Linked DNA regions of Mus musculus: all the other regions are linked to region 3. A link is a contact called in public Hi-C and HiChIP or PLAC-seq data. All regions are on one chromosome and are shown on one strand. The core of a region is the stretch at or near the end of the contact, and the rest is flanking DNA. Distances in the headings are between cores, read along the strand shown. Region 1 holds the start of Igf2os (insulin-like growth factor 2, opposite strand). Region 2 overlaps Gm33148 (a long non-coding RNA gene). Region 3 holds the start of Syt8 (synaptotagmin VIII).

Region 1 (2,700 bases), core at 35-2,534, 220 kb after region 3:
TGCTGCGGGTATGCAAACCGAACAGCGGGCGAAGGCCCTTCTGCCGGGCACTCCTCTGCCAGCGCCGCTCTGCCCGAGTCGCAGAGGCCGAATGTGCGACGGGACAGAACGGGGAGATGGCTTTTTTGGTGGGGAGGGGGGCGTCTCTTCTGCTTCTTTAGGGTATCTTAGGGCTGGGGCGGGCCAGATATTGTACTTTCGGGGGGGAAAAGGTATCGGGAAATGAGGTCAGCTGTTGTATCAAGGATAGTTGGGGGGCAGAGATAGTGAGAGAGACAGAGTGAACGTGAAAGGGGGGGACCACAGAGAGGGAGAGAGGGAGAGAGGACAGCGAGAGGCGGGTAGGCTCACAGCGGGAGAGGACAGCACGGAGAGAAACAGAAAGCGTATAATTAATCCACTTGGGTAGGCGAAGGCAGAGGGCGGACGTGAGGGGGAGGGAGTCTGAGGCGAGGAGGAACGGGGAGGGGGCAGGAGGGGAGCTTAGGAAAGGTGGCGGGTAAGCGGGTGCGCGAGGGGGGGCGCACCCTAAGCAGAGGAGAGGATGCAACTTCGAAGGACCGAGGACGGTGTTGAGGGGGGAGGAATGGAGGCGTCACCCCGGCCACGGGCACCCAGCTCGGTTAGGGTCGACGGAGCCCTCAGCCGTCGTAAGCCCGGGCTTCTTGTGGGGGGGACAGGCGTGGCGGCGCCTCAGCTGCTCGGGACTGCAGCGAAAAGAGGGGAGCAGCCGGGCTGCGCACCGGGGAGGGCTGGGAGGGGAAGCGCGGGGGATGACAACGCCGGCGACCTGCAAGCCGGACTGCCTGCGGTGGGGACCGCCTCCTCTGGCGAAGCAGGAATGGGGTGTTGAGGTAGATAGAGGAGGAGGCGGTGGGGAGATCCGCAGGCCCGACGGAGCGCGGCCCCGCCGACGGCGCCCTGCACAGGAGTTAGCAGCAGCGAGGTGGCGGACGGCGTCGACGCGGGGCCGCCAGCCCGGATGGAGGCGCTGGCGGGCCGAGCGCGGGCGGGCGTGGGCCAGGAGGCGGGGGCGGCCGGAAGGGGGGGCCGGGGGCCGGCCTGGCCTCACGCAGCTCCGCCGGAGAGCAGGCGAACTCCGGGCGCCAACGCCCGGTTCTTATAGCCGCGCCACCCCGCGGCTCGGCGCCCGCTCGGGCCCCGCTGGCCTTACGCCCGCGCCAATGGGCGTCCGCAGGGCCCTCGCCCCGCCCCGGGACCGCCCCCGCAACTCGAGCCACGCGGGGAATGCGGGTCGGGGGCCCTGGGCACGGGGGTTGCCGGTGGGGGGGGGGAGTGGAGTGCCTGGTGGCAAAGATGGGGGGGGGCTGTGCGCCCCAACAGGCCCACTAAATCCTGGGTGTCTATCCCTAAAAATCGAGGTCCCATGTCATGTTTCCGGGGTGCCCTGTGCTTGTGCAACATGGGCGCGTGGTGCGAACCAACGTGCGTGGCACCCTAGGCCTCAGTGGTAGTGGCAGGACCTGTGCTCAGTTAGAGGGTTACAAGGTAGGCGCATCCCGGCCGACTGAGTTAAGGCGCAGGTAGCTGGGTAGAGGGTTCTCACAGGGACCTACTTGCTAAGCAGGGGACAGTCCCCTGGATCGGCTGGGGGGGGGGGGGGGAGCGCGCAGCCTCCACCTGCCTGAGCAGGCAGGGCGGGCTGTGAGGCACCTCGAATAGCAGCCAGATAGATCTTACTAAGCGCCCCTAACCTCTGCTTTGCCTGGGATCTCCTAGCAGCCTTTGGGGGGCCACCAGGTGCACCATGAAGGGAAGGCTGGCTTGGCCACGCCAAATCTGGGCCCCGCGTGGAGCCCCCGCACAATGTCTGCGCCCTTCAGCAGAAAAAGAAGCAGGGCGGGAAACGTAGCTCAAACCAGACCTGTAAACCAGAGCTCACTGAAGTGCTTCTAAGCGGCGCGCCTTTGGGACCCCACCCAGTATGAGCAGATAACAGTTCCCTGTCCTCAGCACTTTGAATTTGCTTAGTTGCAGGTTCGGCCCCAGGGGCCAATGCGATAATTCCGGGCTATTAAGAAACTCTCCCCGGGTGGTTTCAGATATAAGAAGCCATTGTGATTTTTACCAAGTCAAAATCACTTCTAAACCGGTGCACCTTGTTTCCCTCTCCCGACCTCCGCACCTCTAGGCCTCTAAAGGGCCACTACTGGCGGAAACCAGTGCACCCGGGGCTAACCTCCCGGCCCGACCATCAATCACCGCGCCCGCGCTCTACACTCGCTTCCCCAAGCCCTCGACCTGTAGGGTTGGAGGCTCCAAGCCGCCCGAGCGCTCTGCCCTTCCCGCTTCCTGGCCGCCCAGGCGCTTTCCCTACCACCGCGTTGTTTGCAGAGTGCACACAAAGTGGCGCGCGTTTCGGAGCGCCCAGCCCAAAGGAGCGCTGCCGCCGAGGGAGAAGCCAGCAGCCCGCTCCCGCGCTACTCCGCAGCAGCCCTGAGGACAAACTGCGAGGTAGCCGGTGCCCCGCAGTGGAAGAGCTGGGGCACGAGGGAGCGCGCCACGGGGAGCTCACCACAAGGCCGAAGGTCGGGTCCGCTGGCGCAGGAGGATCGGAGGAGAAGGGCGGGAGAGCGGATGAAGTGGGAGCTGCTGAAGTGGACGCTGCTGAAGGTGAGCGAGACCCCAAGGGCAGTCCCCAGTGAACCGGGGCAACGCCCAGTCCGTTGGAAGACCCGG
Region 2 (2,700 bases), core at 196-2,695, 160 kb after region 3:
ACCTTGCCCACTTTTTGCCAGTAAATGGATGTGAGTGGCCATATCACTATGGGGGAGCCTATGAGAAACCCCAAGGAGACCCCCCCATGGCCCCTCTTCACTTCTGACTCCAGCACATAGTTTTCATGTTCCTAGAAGGTTCTGGTTCTCTTCCACCAACCCAAGTGGATGCTAAAGAGGAAGGATGTGTTGTATAGGGCTTTGGCCTCTCCCACAGGATGTTGGGAAGATGTTGTAAGGGCCCTTCATGCTGGTCCAGAGCCTAGCTGGCATGTGGCCTCAGGAAGGCTCCTAGTAGAAAAAAACTGTACCCACCCATGGATGTCACTATCTCTTTGTTTAAAGGACTAGCCAAAGGCCAGGTTAACCCTGACTCTCACACAGGTCCTTGATCCATGTCCATCCACCACATGCTGCCAGAGGAAAGTCCAGAAAGGGAGATTGAGCTCTGGTCTGACACATGGGTTTGGACTAAGAAAACCAAATTAGGACAGGACAGTAGGGACGGATACAGAGCTAGGTAGGCCCTTAGCTAAGCTGAGGCCCTGAGAGAAAGGGCAGAGAGTAGGGTTCTTAGAGAAGAGTGAGGATCTGGTTCATAGGAGCCCCAGGACTGGCTATGGCTGGGTGGGGCTGCTCTGCCTTCTTCTTTAACACACGGAGAAGCTGAGAGCACAGTGCATGGAGTTGAGGAGCTCAGTTTTGACTCTGAGGACATTTTGCCAGAGTACAATTTTATTTCTACCTGGACTCCCCAAGTCGGGGCTCCGGGCACTGGAACAATGCTAAGTCTAGACCTCGGTCCCACCCCGACTTTACTTGCACAGTTCAGAACCCTCAGCTGGGTCCTGGGTGTCTTGTCTGGGAGTGGAGAATGAGGCTGGGAGGAGGGAGAGGACGGTTTGGTTCCCAGGACGAGCCCTGCCAAGTGTTCCAGGAAGCGGTCTTCAGAAGAAGCCAAGTCGCACAGAGCCGGCTCCCCGGCTGCCCATCCCAGACCAAGGAAAGCAAACACGGGCAGCGGGATGCAGTTGAAAGAAAGAAACTTCAGCAAGTGAGGGTGCTTGAGGCCAGGGCCTCCAGGAAAGAAACATCACGCGCAAAACATGGCACAGGGCCGCTGCCCCTGCTGGGCCGCCCGCAGTGCACGTTCTTTCTGTCCCAACAGCTGCTCCAGGCTCCTGCCTTGGGCCCTCTCCTTTAGCCCACCCGCTTTGCTCCCCACAAGTCCAGGACCAAGGACCCCCTGACAAAGGGAGAAGGCCAGATGCAGGCAGGCCAGAGCTAGTTGGGGCAGTGTGAGTGACTACTTAGGCTCTTTCTGAGGTACCCCTCCCAGCTGCCCCTCTAGGGAGGGATTGCTGCCCCTATGTCCTTAGGGGCCTCCTCAGGACACAAGGCACAGCTATTTCCAGCTTGAGAGATCAGCACTCTTCCTCAAGAGGTAGGGAATGTGGGCATGAGAGACAGCTGGGATGGCCAGGCTCTGAGAGACCCCAAAAAGGGCATGAGCTGCTGAGCTGACAGGAAATAAAAATGGCAGAGCAGCTGGCCTTCTCAGGTTTCTCAGATCAGCTCTCTTCTTTCTTTGCTGGTGGCCCCCTCAGCTGCCCTTGTCCCCAGATCCGTTTATGGGACTGTGAAGGGAAGGAGCTGTCAGCTCTGGCACTGGGTTCCATGATTACACCTAGAGCCAGAATTTGGGGACCCTCTCTGGAGACATAATAGTTAACTACTAAGGAGACCACTGAACCTGTGTGGGGGCTCCAGGATGGAGGGAGATGGCAGGCAAGATGGGTTCTGGTCAACATGGGCTTGGCAACCTCTCCTTTCTCACTCTCTGTGCCCTCTTCCCCACCCTAAGTCCCGCCTCCATGGACAGAAGGATGCTCCCATTGCCCTTTCCTGCTCAGCTGTCTTCTTCCATCTCCATTGGTCCTGACAGGTGGAAAATGGCAGCCTCAGCTGCTATGGCTGCTTGGCCTGGACCCGTTGGCAGGTACCACTGCCAACCTTGTTCTCAACTCTCAGGCCCCCACCCTTCCACTTGGGGAGGCTGTTGTCCTTGTTTGGGCCTGTTTGTTTCAGGGTCACATGTGCCACTGGGAGCAGACCAATCAGCACAGTCATGCTGGCCATGGAAGAGTAGCTATTCCCAGCCCTGGTGTGAATGTTCCTGTTTGATTCTAAAGAGGGAGAGAATATAGACACTACCCAATAGGTTCCAGCCAGGCACTCCAAGACCCCCAAAAAGGACAAAGAAGGGAGCAGAGATCATCTCGGGCTTATCTGGTATTCTTTTCTGCTCCTGAGCTACTCCAGCAGTTTCAGAGCCCCTCACCCCAGGTTTGGTTACAGCCTTCAGGAAGCCCACCTCTCCTCCAAGTTGCTAGGGTGGGCTTGATTGCCCTTGATTTTCATACCATCGTATACCTCTCTGCCCCTGGGAAGCAAAGGGCCCCAGCTATGGATAACCCTTAGTATTCAGGTTCTTCTGGCAGCTATTGTTATTCTCTGGTCCACCTGGCTTTGGGGCTTTCATCATGGTGGGACCAGGCTCAGCAGGTCTCAAATGACAAATGAAGTTTCTTATGACTTGTCAACTAGTGAATGGCAGATCTGACACAGGTTTAGAATGTTTTTAGGGATAAGCTGCTCCAGGACTGTGAGGATGGGCATCTACAGTCACAAGCACTAAGA
Region 3 (2,700 bases), core at 28-2,527:
TCCTAGGTCAAACAGTGCTAGTCCTTTGAGAGGGTCTTCCGCAGCAGTCACAGAAGACAGGCTGCAAGAGCAGGAAGATAAGGTGGGACTAGAGAATTATGACTCCTCTTTTCTGTCTGTCTAGCTCAGGCTGCTCACACTTTCTCTAAAGTAGCAAACTGAGTGCTACTGGTAGGTGGGGACCAGCGGGAAGAACGGCTCCTCCTAGTGGCTGTCTTTTTACTTGCACCTTTACCACCATTGGAACCTGGGAGTCCTAAGGGGCCTCCATGTCTCCAGGCCTTGAAACTCTCCCTAGTACCAGGAGCTGGTGTTTCTGAGGCCTCAGAATCTTCCGGAGACAGCTTCCAAACAGCCTGAAGCCTCCTGTAGGCATGTGTTACCACCATGCTACTCAGGATGCCCTCCTGAGTGACATACAGTTAGAAGTCACAACTTCTAGATCCTCTGTTCCCTACCACTTGTTCTTAGGATAAGGGAGGGAGGGCTTTAGACAAGAAGAACACACACACACACACACACACACACACACACACACACAGAGAGAGAGAGAGAGAGAGACAGAGAGACAGAGAGACAGAGAGACAGAGACAGAGACAGAGACAGAGACAGAGTCAGAGAGAGATCAATGTTACTTTAATCCCAACATTCATACCAGCTCCACCATTTCCAAATGGTAAAACATTTTGAGCCCCATGTGGAGGCCGGATTTGTTTGAGCCTGACCTTAGCCCTCTTGTGCTAGGGGCCCTTGAGGAACAACATCTCAGCTCCAGCTCCAAGCAGATTCTTTATAGGCATTGTGGCCTCTTGTAAAAACCTTCTGCACCTCAGCTCCAGAGCCATGCCAACTTCAGAGCCACTGGGGGTGCTCTGACCACCACCTATGGACTCCTGCCTAGCAGAGTCCTTCAGAAGGCCAGACAAGAGTGATATTAGTGGACAGGCAGGCTGTTGAGGCCAGCAGATCACCTCTCTCCATCCTCAGGGGACTCACCAAGCTCCTACTTCATCACCAAATTACAGATGAGTCTGAAACCGAGTTAGGGACTAGCTGTATAATACACAGGGCCTGGGGATGATTTAAAATATGGTACTTGTGCTAAAAACTGAGGAATTTCAAGAGGTGAAGAGGATATTCAGCCTAGCACTGTGGTCCTTCCAGGTGCCCACCAGACCACTCTCCATAGTCATTATGGCTTCTTGTTAAAAACCCTCTGCACCTCTGCTCCAGGGCCATGCCAACTTCAGAGCACCAGCCTCAGGCCACCCTTGAAAACATCATGGTTCCATGTGTGCAGGAGGACCTCTAAAGGGAGACGGAGAAGGCAGAGACTGGTCCCTTCCTGATCTGCAGCTGCCCCGAATCACTGAGAGATGCAAGGTTCTGAGCTCTGTGAGCTGTGGCTGCCAGTTAGTGAACCACTGATATTGCAGGAGGAGCTACCCTTTGGAATCATGTTGGGGACTCCAGGCTGAGGGCACAAGAGCAAGAGGGTCTATTAGTCACCCCTGGAGGAGTGGGCTGGTCTAGTAACTTGTGTGCAGTCTGGGCTTAGATACAGCAGGAGGGCTGGCAGGCTCTTGTGGCACAGTGGCATTAGACTCAAGTTTAAGAAACTGAGTTCTGGCCAGCAGTTGCCATCTAGGGAAGCTGTGGGGGAGGGGGGAGGTCCTGAGTTCAGCGAGTCAGTGGCTCCCAGTCCCCAGCTGAGAACCCCACCCTTTCTGCTCACGGGGTGGGGGTGGGGTGGGGGAGAAGCCAGCCTGCCAGGTGTTTCAGGCCCCAGGCAGGTAGGATACAGAGGCCAAAGCAGCTTCATGGCCTCCTCCTTTCCACTCCCATGCCAAGGGTGGCCAAGCAGGCAGGTAGACAAGTCTGGGCGGGCATTGATTCAGCATGGAGGAATGCTCAGGCTCTCCCAGCTATGCCCTGCCCCTGCCTGCCCCTACCTCGCCCTCAACCTCAGGCAATACTGGCCTGGTGCCCATGCCAGCAAAGCTCCTTCAGCCTAGACTTGCTGGAGCGCATGCCCACCTGCTGGTGGCCCTGTGCCCTGCATCCCCAATTCCCTCCTACATGACCTCATAGCCCAAGCTACTCTCGGACCTGAGGCTACAGTGAACCAACTGGACTACCGTGTAGAAGATGGCAGGTCTTTGGAATGTAGAGAGCTATGATGGGTCCTCTGTGCAGGAGATAAGACATCCCCAAAAATGAGAAAAGGCCTTTAAGTTCTAGAAAAAAAAAAAAAAAAAAAAAAAAAGGACAGAAATCTTCCAGATATGTAGGTTTGGAGGGTCCCAGTGAGCAAGGGCCAGCAAAAGCAGGTACCAGGCTGCCCCCAGGCCAGGCCTGGCCTACTTGGCTGGGGTTGGGAACTGGGAAAAGTGGCAAGAGTTGGGGCTTGCAGCAGCTAAGTCAGTGCTTTGGCCAAGGCCCAGAGCCTCTTTCTGCCTGGCTTCCTGGCTAGTGTCCTTGCCCTGGCTACCTTAGGCTACTTTCTTGCTTAGGGTGGACTCAGTACTGGCTGCTGACAGGTGAAGAGTCAGTACATAAAGGACCACCCCTCAAATGACCTGGATTCCACAACTATCTCCTCAAAGCTGATAGGAGCATGAAGATGGGGCACGCCTTAAACCCCTTCAGCACCTCTGCCCCACTTGATGCCACAGCTGGGCCCAGTCTCATCCCAGACCT

What was found. Hi-C and Micro-C count contacts between places; a contact is called where the count stands out from the background. HiChIP or PLAC-seq counts read pairs in DNA pulled down with a chosen protein or histone mark.
Region 1: a contact with region 3 is called in an H3K27ac HiChIP or PLAC-seq map of heart atrium, with 9 times the contacts expected there. The contact joins the promoter of Igf2os here to the promoter of Syt8 in region 3. A contact is called at or near these places in 11 of 39 promoter capture datasets (the C10 cell line, the HPC-7 cell line, cranial neural crest and 6 more), 25 of 484 Hi-C or Micro-C datasets (B cells, the P5424 cell line, bone marrow-derived macrophages and 12 more), 17 of 115 datasets of contacts at active chromatin or transcription factors (the HPC-7 cell line, cardiomyocytes, craniofacial prominence and 9 more) and 3 of 9 other capture datasets (adipose tissue, liver and pancreatic islet).
Region 2: a Hi-C map of myocytes shows a contact between it and region 3, with 2.0 times the contacts expected there. The contact joins the enhancer-like site here to the promoter of Syt8 in region 3. A contact is called at or near these places in 10 of 39 promoter capture datasets (the 3T3-L1 cell line, the C10 cell line, the HPC-7 cell line and 5 more), 3 of 484 Hi-C or Micro-C datasets (embryonic stem cells, muscle stem cells and myocytes), 1 of 115 datasets of contacts at active chromatin or transcription factors (the HPC-7 cell line) and 3 of 9 other capture datasets (adipose tissue, embryonic stem cells and pancreatic islet).

The regions. Positions count from the first base shown.
Region 1 is chr7:142,658,396-142,661,095 of GRCm38.p6, forward strand. It overlaps Igf2os (insulin-like growth factor 2, opposite strand), which reads left to right and starts at 1,285. Exons shown (of 4, transcript NR_002855.3): 1 at 1,285-2,634. It also overlaps a transcript of Igf2 not described here.
Region 2 is chr7:142,599,101-142,601,800 of GRCm38.p6, forward strand. All of the region lies in intron 1 of Gm33148 (a long non-coding RNA gene), which reads left to right. Among named protein-coding and RNA genes, the nearest start is that of Gm33148, 8.8 kb to the left of the region's middle. Within about 2 kb of position 1,446, at least 10 of the 459 cell types and tissues checked have an H3K27ac peak or open chromatin away from gene starts, as enhancers often do. A contact at or near this core is called in muscle stem cells and myocytes, where this site is marked.
Region 3 is chr7:142,435,557-142,438,256 of GRCm38.p6, forward strand. Syt8 (synaptotagmin VIII) reads left to right here and starts at 1,278. Exons shown (of 9, transcript NM_001285861.1): 1 at 1,278-1,383; 2 at 2,607-2,700. The coding sequence starts at 1,377.